2 separate regions of the Mus musculus genome follow, and region 1 is linked to region 2. Evidence: chromatin contacts called from public HiChIP or PLAC-seq data. All regions are on one chromosome and are shown on one strand. Each heading gives the region's core, a stretch centred on a gene start, on an enhancer-like site or on the middle of the called end of the contact. The rest is flanking DNA. Distances are from core to core; before and after follow the strand shown.

Region 1 (6,724 bases), core at 2,963-5,462, 620 kb before region 2:
TGTTTGTTGTAAAGAAGATGGAAGCCCAATATCAGAGTTTAGTAACTAGATCCTACTGTGGAAGGAAAGAACTGATTCCTGAATGTCTTCTGAACACTACTTGTGTACTGTCACACATACACACACACACACACACACACACACACACACACACACACACACACACCTACACACCCCTATACTCAATTCCCCCACAGTAAATGGATGCAATGAAATTTTAAATAAATTTGTTTGTTTTATTTTATGTGTATGGTTGCTTATCTGTATGTGTAGTACACGAATTCAGGTGACCAAGGAGTTCTGATGAGGGTGTCAGATCTCCTGGAGTGGGAGTTGCAGATGCAAGACTCCCACCCTCGGTCAGTGGTGCTTACTTCAAGATGCTCCTGAGTGAGACACCGAGACACAGATTGATGCAAAAGCAAGAGGTTTATTTTCTGACACATCAGGGTCACCCTTCAATTAGTCCCTCAAGGCAAGTTACCAAGAAGGTGACCCTGAATGGCTATTACAAGCAATTTTTATACTTTTTAGAGGCACAGGTTACATCAGCGAGGTTACAGTTCAAAAAAAAAAAAGTTATTGGCTAAGCATATTGACCTTTAAATCTATTGGCTAGCAAGCATGACATGAATTTGAATCTACCTGGGACTTTCCAAAGGGTCAGGTAACTCAAAAATGCTCCTGTGGGTGGAGAATGGAACGTGGCCTAACCTTGACCCCAGGAAGGAAGGGGGATCTGGAAGGAGGGTGTGAGACTGGAAAACCCCTTAGGGTCTCTCACAAACAGTCTTAAGCCTCCCTAAGTGGGTGCTGGGAGCCACACCCAGGTCCTCTACAAAAGCCTCATGTACTCTTAACCTTCGGCCCATCTCTCCCACCCCTAATACATTGTTCTAAAAAGAATATTTGAATAAGATCATTTTCCTTTGCCTCTTCTTCATTGTACACTGGTTTTTCAGTTTCCCCTTGAAATTTAATTTCAGTTATTCATATTCTTAAAAGCTTTTTATCAGTGCTGTAAAACATTTCATGACCACAATCCTGGTAACATTGACACAATTCAAGGAAAGCTATCCAGTATAATTTATTATTCATTTCTTTTCTCCTATTATGCCATATTATATGAAGTCATGTCTATCATATCATGGGAAAATGAATAAGGAGTAACTATTTATTATGAAATATCAATGTTCCTATAGCTGGAGCAAAGGAACTAATTAATATTGACAGTGATTTACAGAACCACTATTTAAAAACTCAGCTAGCAAGTTAAATAACCCCCACTGCTTTGGGTTACCTGAGGAGACAGATACTATTTTCTTTTAATTCTATTTTAATCTCACTATATTGCCCCTCTCCTCAAGATTCTGCCATTTCTTCACCTTGTTAATTGCATAATAAGTATCTTGAGGGGCTGGAGAGATGGCTCAGTGGTTAAGAGCATTGACTGCTCTTCCAGAGGTCCTAAGCTCAATTCTCAGCAACCACATGGTGGCTCACAACCATCTGCAGTGGTATCTGATACCCTCTTCTGGTGTGTCTGATGACAGCTGTAGTGTGTACTCTTATAAATAAATCTTTTTTTTTAAGTATCTTAAATGTGAATATATATTTCTTATTCTCGCCACATATTAAACCTCATCTTTCAATTTTTAAAAATGTAGAAACCATGCTACCCAATTATACAGTTCCAACACCTGCATGTGTTCTTTTACTCCCAGTTGAGATATGAAACAGTATTGCCAAGAAAATGGTTAGAAATTTGAACTATATCTCAATTGTGGTAACCTTAAAATCACTATGCTTATATTCAAATTATCCCCAGCAAAAGTTTTCAGGACAGAGCACTAGTGATTCTCTTCCAACTGCAGCTCAATCATGAATTTGATAGAACATTTGGATAAATTGTCAGGGCAATTTCCACTTGTCATTCCTGTAAATATACCAAGCACCAACATACTCACAGGCTAGTATGACTATTAGAGAACTTGTTTGCAGGGAAGTGTCAAGATTCCTAGGAATTTGAGACAAAAGAAACATTCAGGAAAGCATAGTCAGTCTGTCACTCACTTGAACCTGAAAGAACCTAGTGGGGAAACCCCCACTCACGCACCCAAGAATCACGAACAAACAGACCGTCTTGATGTAAAAACACGAGGTAGTTTAATGGCGGAGCTCCGGGTCGAAACGTAGGAGACAGTGGATTCGGCTTGGAAACTAGGGGTTTTTATAGGAAAGGGGCTGGGGGTGGGGGAGGAATTGGCTCGGTTTCACATGATTGGTCCATTTAAACATCAGCAGACTGTACATGCAGATAACATTTAACTTAGGTCAGAAGGGCAGGAGATAGGGAGGCACCGGGCCAGTCCTGACATGTCATTCTCTTTATCTTTATGGCCAAGCAGCCTCAGGAATGTCTTAACGACCGGCCTGCCTGGGCATGTCCTGGCCTGTTCTGCTATGTTCTCAGCCCCAGGTTTCAAAGCTCACAGACAACTCTTTGGGCTATTTGACATAAATTACATGAATCACAGGTCTCAAGTTTTATTTTCTTTCAAACCTATGTCCTCATTTATTCTTATGTGGGTAATACGCCTAGTCACGTACAACTTCTAAGTAGCAATACAGTAAATCCAGGACAGACTATCAACTGTGAAAAAAAGTCAGAGGGAAAAAGGCAGGTGAAGCCTGAGAGCCATGGCCATGCAGCTTCTAACACAGACCAGTGCCGCAGGTTCTGTTGTAGATCTTTTTCTTTTACATTTCTCCAGTACAGAACACTCCAGCACTCCTATAGCAAGGTGAGAGATGGACACAGCTAGGAGAATTTCCTGCAGTATGTGCTGCAGCAGCAGCAGCAGAAACAAAGGAAGATCCTGCCTCAACAAGGCAGCAGGCAAGAATCAGTTCCCTGAAGGTGTCCTCTGACCTCTCCCTGCACACCATGGTACACACACACACACACACACACACACACACACACACACACACACACCCTAGAATTGTAATGTTAATTAATGCCTTTGACTCTGAACACATGTTACGCCTTGATCATAGTGTTTTGCTGCAAGACATTGAACTAAGGCTATTTTAATCTTCCTCTTCCTCCATTCCTTTCCTTTCTTTTTCAATATTGAGGGTTGAACCCAAGGCCTTAGATGGGCTAGACAAGGGTTCTATTATCAAAATACACCCCCAGCCTTAATTCACATTTTTCATTTAAAACATAACAGATTTAATAAGGGAAAGCACTTAAGGTCAGTTGTGTTGGCTTTGTTATGGAGGCCATACCATAAGCCCCAGATTCCCCTTTGCTTGTTTTACTGCATCTCTTCCTTCCTGAAGAGCTGCCTGTTTGGGCTTATCAATAACTGCTTGCTGTTAGTAAAGAAATAGGCTGAAAACATTAGCTTCTATACTGCCACTAAAAGGAGCCACTTCTAGTATTCTTACCCTCCATGTTCTGGATGAGAGTGTGAAAACCACTTATCAAGATTATATTTTTCATTTTTGAGTTCTTTTGTTTTATTTTTCTTCTTCCATCTCTCCCTTCTGCCAAAGTTAATGTCTTATTTATTTATTTTTTGATGCTTTTACTGAAACAGGGGCCTCAGTTGCTTCAGAATGATTGGTCTTATAAGTTTATAAACCATCTACCCTTTAAACAAGGTACAGAAGCATGGAATTGTGCATCCACTCAGTTATATGGAACATTCAAGTTACCAGTGCTTTGAGTTCTTGCTGTGAGCCTTACCCGGTTCTGAATTCCCTCAGAAATTATTTGCGGTAGTCGATCTTCCAGAGACACTAGTTTCCTGTTCTGTCACTGGTAGCTTTCACGTGTGTGCTTCATGATGGCTGTAAAGGGCCACACTGAGAAGCCATGTGATTGATCATGAACTAAACAAATAGTATTTTTTTTTCAAGCAGCTTTAAAAATAAAAACGGACTCTAAACGAGTTGCTAGGACGTATGTGGATCACCACATCCTGCTTGCTGTCTCTTTTATGTTATGGAAACTAGCCGTAGGGATGGATTTTAAGGGACAGTAATAGTTATAGGAGCAGTTGCCACAATGTCACAGACTCCTTTGATGTCTTTATGTACTTGCAGTCGCAGGTGATATTTGAATCTTATCCAGTGCCATTTCCGTCTTGCCCAATGGGGAAAACGATTCTTGTGGGCATTCTTTGTACTGTTTCCACCTGCCACGGGGTATTAGCAGATTACAGGAAACACTGGGAGGTGCCCTGTGACATCCAAGTGAACAATGGCACATTTGTTTGCCTTTCTGCCTTCAAGGACATTTGAAGGGTGACTTCTGAATAGAGTGTTTTTGTGAACGTTAAAAAGCTGTGTATTCGTGTGAACATAGACAGAGGAGAGACATAACTTCCAACCCCATAACTGAAATGAGAGCTCTAACACAAGAGGCCAGTTTTCTAGTGTTTTGTGTTGTGTTGTGTTGTTTTTAATTTCCAGTTTGCTCCTAGGCACCTCCTGCTCAGGAAAGCCGTCTTAGAGACACCCAGGATCACACGGGGGGCTGCGGCCAGCAGCCAGCAGCCCTACCTTCCTTTGACAATGTGGAAGAATTGTTAAGAGGAATGCCTTTCTTCCCACATCTCTGCCTGTCAGAAAAGACAGCTATGCAGACTTTCTCATGCCATTCCTGATTACCATACCTTTTATTACCTTGGATCATGACAACTAGAAGAAGCAATCAAGAGAGGAGTCTGTGAGATTTTATGTTATCATAGAAAGAATTCCAACAACGGAACTAGCATGGCTAAATCCCTCATGAAAATGTGACTAACAGTAGCTAAATCACTTTATTCCACAACATTTCTGACACCTCACAAGCCCAGATTGCACAATAGAATTCTACAGAGAATATGTGGCCAACCTGAATTTTATTTCTTATTTCCATAAAATGAAAAAGATACTAGTTGGATGAGTCTCAAGTGTTCCAAAGTCCTGTTTGGTTGGTTAGGTTTTTTGTTTGTTTGTTTGTTTTGTTTTGTTTTTCAGAAACAGTGTCTCACTATATAGCTATGGCTGTCCTGGAACTCACTATGTAGACCAGACTGGCCTCGAACTCACAGATGCACCTGCCTCTGCCTCTCTAAGTGCTGGGATTGAAGGTGTGTACTACTACTCTGGCTAAGCGTTAGGACATTTTCTGCATGTTGACAAACATTTGTTTAAATTGAACTTGGGAGGCTCTTAGCTCTTAAGATTCATTTATGTGTTATTATCCTCTATTACGACAATTAGAAAAAGACAATCAAGAGAATAATTGTCTGTGAGATTTTATGTTATTGTAGAAATTGGCTGGTCTGGGTTGTCTAAAGGTTGGCCGGTAACAATACAGACAGGCATGTGGCTAGTCCATAAACCTCTGAAAAACTGCAGTGGGGCTGGTATCTCTCACTGAAGGAGAGATATAGGTGCTACGGCTCAATTGGTGTTCAGTGTTAAAAGACTCAAGATTAGATCAGGGACAACTGAAGAATAAAGACCTCCCTGTCAATGAGCATCAATCGTGCACAGAAACGGACATTCACCGAGCAGAGTTCCGTCCTCCTGCCCTGGAGAGTTTTCCAAAAGTTTAGAGACGTCAATAAGGCCAAGCTTCAACTGGCTGCAGGCGCAGCAGCTTTTCCACCGGCAAGAACATACGTAGTGAACCAGCATCGTTTTGCGTCTCCCATGGTGACTGCCAGTCGCGTGCAGGCTTTTGTCTATCCTTTGTGTACTGTTAGACTCAGCTAGAGCCAAAAGAATCAGCTCTAAAGCCAGAGCCTACCTTTCTGCAGAGAGGCTGACGTTTGATGTTTCTCAACGTTTTCATGGCAAGCCGTCCTGAGCTCCTGCCGCCTTACAAGCACTTCTCACATGAAAGTACAAGACTCAGACCGTCCATGCCGCACTCTGTCCTCCTGTCCGGGAGACAAGAAGGCATTGCTTCCTGACAGAGGGCTGCTCCGCTGTTATGATGTGTGGCAGAAGGGCGCTGCGGTGTAATAGGGGAGATGAATTCTTTTCTGAGGTAAAAACTGGGCTTGAGTGTTCCCTCCTTCGGGGTTCCTACTCCTCTGCCCAACATCAGCCAGGGTGCCCAGGGTCGCACCATTACCTGTCCTCATTGGCAGTATATCTAAGCAATCTGTGCTTACCAGCGTTTTCTCTGGAGCACAATAAACGTTTCAAACCCTCTGTTACAGTTTATCATTGTGAATGCATTACTAAAGATTTTTTTGTCGTTGTTTGTTTTTGCTTATGTTTGTTTTTAAAAGAATGTCTACTCTTGTACGCTTTTATTCTTGCCTGAAATTCTTTATTTTTACTTACTTGGGTATGTTTTCTAGCCTGTCTGTCAGAGAAAGCTGGGAGAAATGTTTATGCTAATCACAGACTTTGCAAACCATAAATTTGACTGAAGGTAATCTAAAAACAAACAAACCAACCCTTCGTTAATCTTGGATTTGCTGTGTGCGAAATGAATAAGTAGTTCAAACATCTGCATATAATATATATATATTATAGATGCCCAGCTTAAGAATTGTTTGGAGAAATATCACCAGAGATGACTGGGTAGGGTATGGTGGCACACAGCTTTAATACTGGGGGGCAGAGGCAGTCAGCTCCAGGGCAGCTCAGTCTACATAGTGGTTCTAGGTGGGCCTCGGCAACATGGCGAGACAATGTCTCAAAAATA
Region 2 (6,453 bases), core at 243-2,742:
TGGACCATGCGGCGTCATGGCCCGAAAGCAGAAGATGGCATGCATCAGACTCAGGGAGCCCATTCACCATCCCTCAGATTCCCCAGACAGGAGGGGGACAGAGACGGTCTCCTCCTGCTCATGCGTTCTGATCTGTTGTTGGCAGAAACTAATTGATTGAAAAACAAAGCCAAAAAATTAAGAAGCATCTCAAGAGCCAAGTGTGGTGGGACGGGCCTTTCATCCCAGCACTTGGGAGGCTGATGCAGGAGGGTCCTGAGTTCAAGGTCAGCCTGCATTGTAAGAATTTGTCTCAAAAAACCCAAAACGACAAAAAAGGGTATCTCAGAATGTAGCCTTTTTCCTTTTTAGACACACAGAACTGACATCTACGTAAAACACAACAGCCGCCCATACCTTTCATAGGCCTCAGTCCAGTTATAGATGGCTCTTGTGCGTTCAATCCACTCCTCTGGGTTGAATACAATCTTTGAAGGCACCAATTTGTCACAAGATCCCCATGGCCAAAGTGAATAGTCCTTTTTCCAGGTTGGGTCGCCTTCATGAATTCCTATGCAAACAAATGTTTCTTTTCTACCCAAAACAGAAGAGCATACAGTTCTAAATGTTATATTCCTTTAGTTCACAAAAGGTCATTTTGGAGTTCATAAGCCTGAGTTATTTATACACCATTTGTGAATATGTTGGTTTATTTAAATCTTTCTTAAATATAGCACATGAAATTTATTTACTGTAAAAACAAAACAAAACACTACAGGAAGGAGCAAACTGGAACCAATGAGAACCGTCTTCCTGCCCTCACCAGGAACGGGTGTGTCACATACAAACAAATGCTTTCTTTGATATCCCTTCTTATTTTACAGGTAGAGTTATAGGTCCTGGTCGGCCGCAGCCACTGTACTCCTGGTTTCTTGTCATTTCTGTGTGTATTATTTGCATTTGTAAGTCTCCCCGAGAAGCCTGGAAGCGTCCTGAGGATAGGCCCCCCCGCCCGCATTAACTCTGAATGCCACACAGCACGAGGTTAACACATAATAAATACTGGCTGGAATTAAATTAATCAGATTTGAATAACTGTTAGGAACCTGAGAGCCTACGGAAAGTTAGAAACAGAAATGGCTTAAACAATAGCTTTCTTCCAATCTGTGGTTGTTAAGTAGAAAGAAAAGAGAAAAGGGACCACCTCATTGGGAGACCGATTTGAAAGTTAAAGGCTTGGGTAACTTTGAAAGGAGACAATGGGAGTGGAGATCTTACATTTTCCCCTTATCCCTTTCTGCCTCTATGATTTAGAGAAGTTATTTAACTTGCTGTCTTCTCATCTGCCTAGTGTTCTCGGGCTGCTGAAAGCTACACGGGCATCAGGCATGCAGCTCTCCCTCCAGAGGGACAGGTCACTCTGGGAAAGACAGTTACAGCCTCACTCGGCTAGGCTCTGGGAGGAAGCCAGCAGCAGCCAGCTGAGGACCCGGATGAGAAGACCCAGGAAAGAACCCAGATCCAAATCAGCAGGGCTCCATCCTCCCTCCCTTTCCACACTGAAGCTAGCGGGATGGCCAAAGGCAGCTCCCAGTTTTCAAGCCCAAGGAGTAAGAAAGGGGTCCGGGGCGGAAGACTGGGGATGGGGGTTCCTTGTCCTAGGCATGGGAGCAATTACGTGGAAGCTGTGGGGTTAGCAGCGGTGTGGTGATGGTAGTGTGGCTGGTTAGGGACCCCAAACCCTGAGTTCCAGGGGCAGTATGAGTTCAGCCTGATGCCTGATATAGACAAGAGTCTCAGGGAGAAAGGATGCGCCTGCGCGGGGCAGAAGATGAAAGCTTTCTGGCCCAAAGTACGAAGGAAGTACGCCCTATGGAACTGGAAAAATACTGGGGCGACTGAGCTACGAGTTCACTGTGCCATGGAGTTCTGGCTCCATGTGGGGTTTACACAATTGGTCAAAGAGCAAACTATACTCCTTAGGACTTGGACAGACTCTGGATAATGATGAAAACGGATCAGGCAGGGATGTGGGGTCAAAAGTAAGCCAAAAAAAAAAATGACCTTGGTTTTACTGGCCAAAGGAAAAAACGGACCAAAAATGTTTAAGGGTACTGGTGTGTGCTCTGGTTTATTCTAATCTTTCTCCTTTTGTATTGCAATCTAATGAGCACAGAGTCCAGGAAGCTATGAGGGGGATCAGACCCTTTAGGTGTGTCCTGAACTCCAGCTCAGTCACCAGGATGGAGAGGTACCGTGAACACCTTGTGGGTGGGAGAACTGGACTGACCCGGCCACCCCACACAGTGCCTCTATCTAATAAAAATATATCAATCCCTAGAGCAGGACCCTCAGGGCAGCCCTTGCCTGGGTCTTGCTTACACACACCTCCGCTTCCTTCCTCTCTCTCGAGCTCTTACCTATAACAAAACTCAACCTCTCCATTATCTGTGAATTTTATCCTGTGAGTCTATGAGACCAGAGACCCAGAAGCCACTGGACTGGGTGGCTATGGTGGCTGTGGACAGTCTGTGAACTGTCTGGTCCCTGTGGTTTTATCATACTCAAGGACTCTTGCTCCACCCCACCCCCAGCACACACGGAGGGTCAAGAGTCACCATGAGCACTCTATACCCAGCCTTGCCTCCAGCCCTCTTTTTACTATGGGACAAGGTTAAAGCTACTCCTGCTGGCTTTAAACTCTCTCTGTAGCCTAGACTGGTACTGAACCCATGATCTTCCTGCCTCAGCGTCCTCCTGGGATGGCAGGCTTTCAGGACCAATCAGTCAACAGTCTGAATGGTTTTCAGGCTACCACCACACTGAGTGAAGCACGAGGGACTCTAGGTTACGCCCTGACACCCTGGAAACCGTGGATTCTCCACAGTGAGGAGCGGAGCACTGGTAGCCGAAGTGGGGCTGTGAACACAGCAGCTGCTGTACAAGAGCAGCACAAGAACATTTGCACTGGACCATCCTGCATCCTCACTGTGGGATGCCATGCACAGTGTACACATGTCAGGGCTGGACCATCCTGTATCCTCACTGTGGGATGCCATGCACAGTGTACACATGTCAGGGCTGGACCATCCTGTATCCTCACTGTGGGATGCCACGCACAGTGTACACATGTCAGGTCTCGTAGAAATCTGTGTCCATTAAAAGTCTATTTTAATGAATGCTTTTTAAAAAACAGTAATCAATAAATAAGCTTCCTTCCTTAAAAGTATGTGCCGAGGAAGACATCACACGGTGGCCTAGCAAGTGCCCTTAAGCCGTTCATGTCTTCAGAACCCATCATTTCTTGTCTGAGTGAGATGTTTATATTCTAATTACTATTAGCATAGTTTTTTTTAAATATTTATTTTTACTTTATGTGTTTTGCCTGCATGTATGGCTGAAGGTGCCAGCTCCCCTAGAATTGGAGCTACAGACAGTTATGAGCTGCCATGTGGGTGCTGGGAAATTGAACCAGGTCTTCTGCAAGGGCAGCCAGTGCTCTTAACCACCGAGCCATCCTTCCAGTCGAACATATTTTACTAACAGTGTTCTAACACACTAGTACTCTTTACCCCGATGATTTAAAATTCTACCTCCTCCATAAAGACTAGATACAACAGGCTCATAATTTTAGCATAGTAAAAAGTCAGAAAGTATATCAAGTAACACAGTACTATAGGGCTTGTATCTCTACTACACTTTTATGAAACATTTTGAATGTTTGATGGTTCCAGCCATATTTCCCCAGTATGAACCATTCCCAGAATGAACACACACTACATTTTAAATGTTAAAAACATTAAAATCAGGTAACAGCAGGCAATACTGTTCCTGGGACCTCTGTTAGTCAAAAATATTTAAAAATGCTGTGGCCCAGAATGATGATCTTCATAATAGCAAAAATATAGAAACGATTTTAAAAACATAAAAAATGGTTAATTATCCATTTTACAGAAGCCTCAAGGCTACAAAATGATGCATTTTACTGATTACATAGAAAAGTTTATGACATGAGGTAGAAGTGCAATTATATTCTCTGTCACCTGGACATGTGTACGTAAATAAGTGACTTATGCTAAGGACAATGAAACTTCAAAGCCAGGTGATCAAATGACAGGAGCAGTGTCCTTGACTGACAGCATTTCCAGGGAGATGAAATATTTCTATAAGATTGTTCTTGGAACCCTTTTTCCTTTCCTTTCCTTTCCTTTCCTTTCCTTTCCTTTCCTTTCCTTTCCTTTCCTTTCCTTTCCTTTCCTTTCCTTTCCTTTCCTTTCCTTTCCTTTCCTTTCCTTTCCTTTCCTTTCCTTTCCTTTCCTTTCCTTTCCTTTCTTTGTATATTGTGTGTGTGTGTTCCTATGTGTAAGGGTGCCCATGGGCCAGAAGAGGGTGTTGAATTCCTTGGATCCAGAACCAGAAGAGGACATTGTAAACTGGGAATGGGGAGCTGAACTCAGGTCCTCTGGAAGAGCAGCAAACACTCTTAACCACTGAGCCATCTCTCCAGCTCCAACTCATTTTGTCACAAATGCTGAAGGAACACCCACAGGCAAAACTAATGGTCCTTGTCTGTGTTCCTAGAATGCCTAGCTGATGTAGTCAAATAATGTATTCAGTAGGCACACGTGGCATGCTTCACATTGGCTAGTGGCTGGGTCCATTTACATCACTGTATACAGTAGATCACTGTATACAGCCAGCTACTAGACATAGTCCACTTGGATTTGAAACTGAGCCTCACTTATCTTTTTATTGCCAGGCCTAACTCGAACTATAACAGAGCAGATATCTGAAATTATCTTAAAGCTAAATTAAATAAAATTCACAAAAGCGTCAGTCTGGGCCTGCTAACGGCTCATTAGCTCTCACTTTCGGGTGTAGTGATCCGGTGCTGCTGTGATGGCACTTTTGGGTCTTCTCCCTCTCTATCACTCTGTGAGCCACTGAGAACTGGCTCAGCAGCATACTGAAAACTGCATTACTCTGTCTCTACCAAGAGATAACGTGACAATGGCATTTATAAAAATGTTCTCAAGTCCTCTTCACAAGACAACAAACAAACAAAAGAACATAAAATAAATACTTCATTTTCAAGCCCTGGCCAGTCCCAAGCATCTCAGACAGAAGCAATCGATGCTCAGGTCTCAGCACATTCCTGACCTCACCTCCAAATCATTTTATGTTCTCAAGTACAGAATTCACGCTTCCTCAATTTTATCCTCAGCTCGCATAAACTGGAGGTGTTTTTCTTATTTATAAAAATGTTTTATCCTTTATAAAAATGCTTAAGCTATTGTTATATAGTGATTATTCCTGGAAAAAAAATGCTTTACGCTTAAAAGGGGCCACCGTGCCGATCAGGAGGAACCTGTAATTGCTTGCAATTCACCTACAATGATCTCAAGTAGACAGGCACATCTCCAACTTCTCAGAATTGTGCTAAGATCTTATTTGCTGTTCTTGCTAATCTGTCTTTATTTTTCTTTTACCCAGAACAATACCATTTATTTCTGCCTGGCCTCATTTATGCACAGATATTCAATTTAATTACAAAGATAATCTCACTGGTGGCAGGGAAATAGGTAGAAAATTGGTCTTGTGGATGAGGCACACAGCTGCTTCAGAAACAATTTTAGCAAAGCTTCAGAGTTGAGAAAAGCTATTATATGAACAGAATGCTTACTGCTTATTCATTTCAAGAAAGTGATAGAGGTTGAATGTGACCATCCCACTGGGTAACACTCCTTCCACAGGGTTCCACCGGTCCCCAGGAAAGTGCACTCCTGGCAAATGCCTCGCCATCTTGGGTAAGTACCACTCATAGGTCATCATCTGTCGGAGAGATCACACAGGGAGCCACACCTCAGCGCATGCTGCAAAGACTCGGGTTCACCAGCAGCCACGGGAAGGTTCTAAAATGTGGATACACTTGTTAAAAGCTTGGGATGAGATAAATACCCATTCGGGCAACCTGGGGAGTATGGCAAACTGAGGAGTATGGCAGCTTCATGTCTTAGGAGATGACCACTACCAACGACCGTCATCAGAACCTCTCCACGGACTTGCCAACTCCCAGATGGTGGTCCCCAGTCTTAGACCTAGAGAGCTGAACTTGATCTTCAGAACCAGTGCAGACACAGCCCTCAGAAGCCCTCCCGTGTCTCTGCCCCTGTACCTGTCTCTGGTATACTTCTAGGCCTACTCCTCACTAGCCTGAGCCCCCAGGGGAAGAGACGGTATCCTGTTATCTCTGCACCTAGCACACTGTGTAGCACACAACAGTGCTCCACTTGTTTTAGTTGTGGTTGAGATGTCTTCGATGGATAGACAAAGTACACAAGTGTGTCACTACTACACTCTTGTCTGGTGCTGGTCACTTACAATGGATAAGACACATAACTCTGTCCTTCAGAAGCTCAATCCTAATTAAACCTAGGCCTCAAAGCTGAAAACCTTTTTGGCTATATAACCTGA

The links. HiChIP or PLAC-seq counts read pairs in DNA pulled down with a chosen protein or histone mark.
Region 1: a contact with region 2 is called in an H3K27ac HiChIP or PLAC-seq map of embryonic stem cells, with 3 times the contacts expected there. The contact joins two enhancer-like sites. A contact is called at or near these places in 1 of 115 datasets of contacts at active chromatin or transcription factors (embryonic stem cells) and 1 of 9 other capture datasets (embryonic tail).

What each region holds. Positions count from the first base shown.
Region 1 is chr14:49,126,614-49,133,337 of GRCm38.p6, reverse strand. No RefSeq gene overlaps it. Among named protein-coding and RNA genes, the nearest start is that of Naa30, 42 kb to the left of the region's middle. Within about 2 kb of position 4,212, at least 10 of the 459 cell types and tissues checked have an H3K27ac peak or open chromatin away from gene starts, as enhancers often do. A contact at or near this core is called in embryonic stem cells, where this site is marked.
Region 2 is chr14:48,499,365-48,505,817 of GRCm38.p6, reverse strand. Tmem260 (transmembrane protein 260) reads right to left here. Exons shown (of 16, transcript NM_172600.4): 12 at 5,663-5,811; 13 at 397-573. Among named protein-coding and RNA genes, the nearest start is that of Tmem260, 56 kb to the right of the region's middle. Within about 2 kb of position 1,492, at least 12 of the 459 cell types and tissues checked have an H3K27ac peak or open chromatin away from gene starts, as enhancers often do. A contact at or near this core is called in embryonic stem cells, where this site is marked.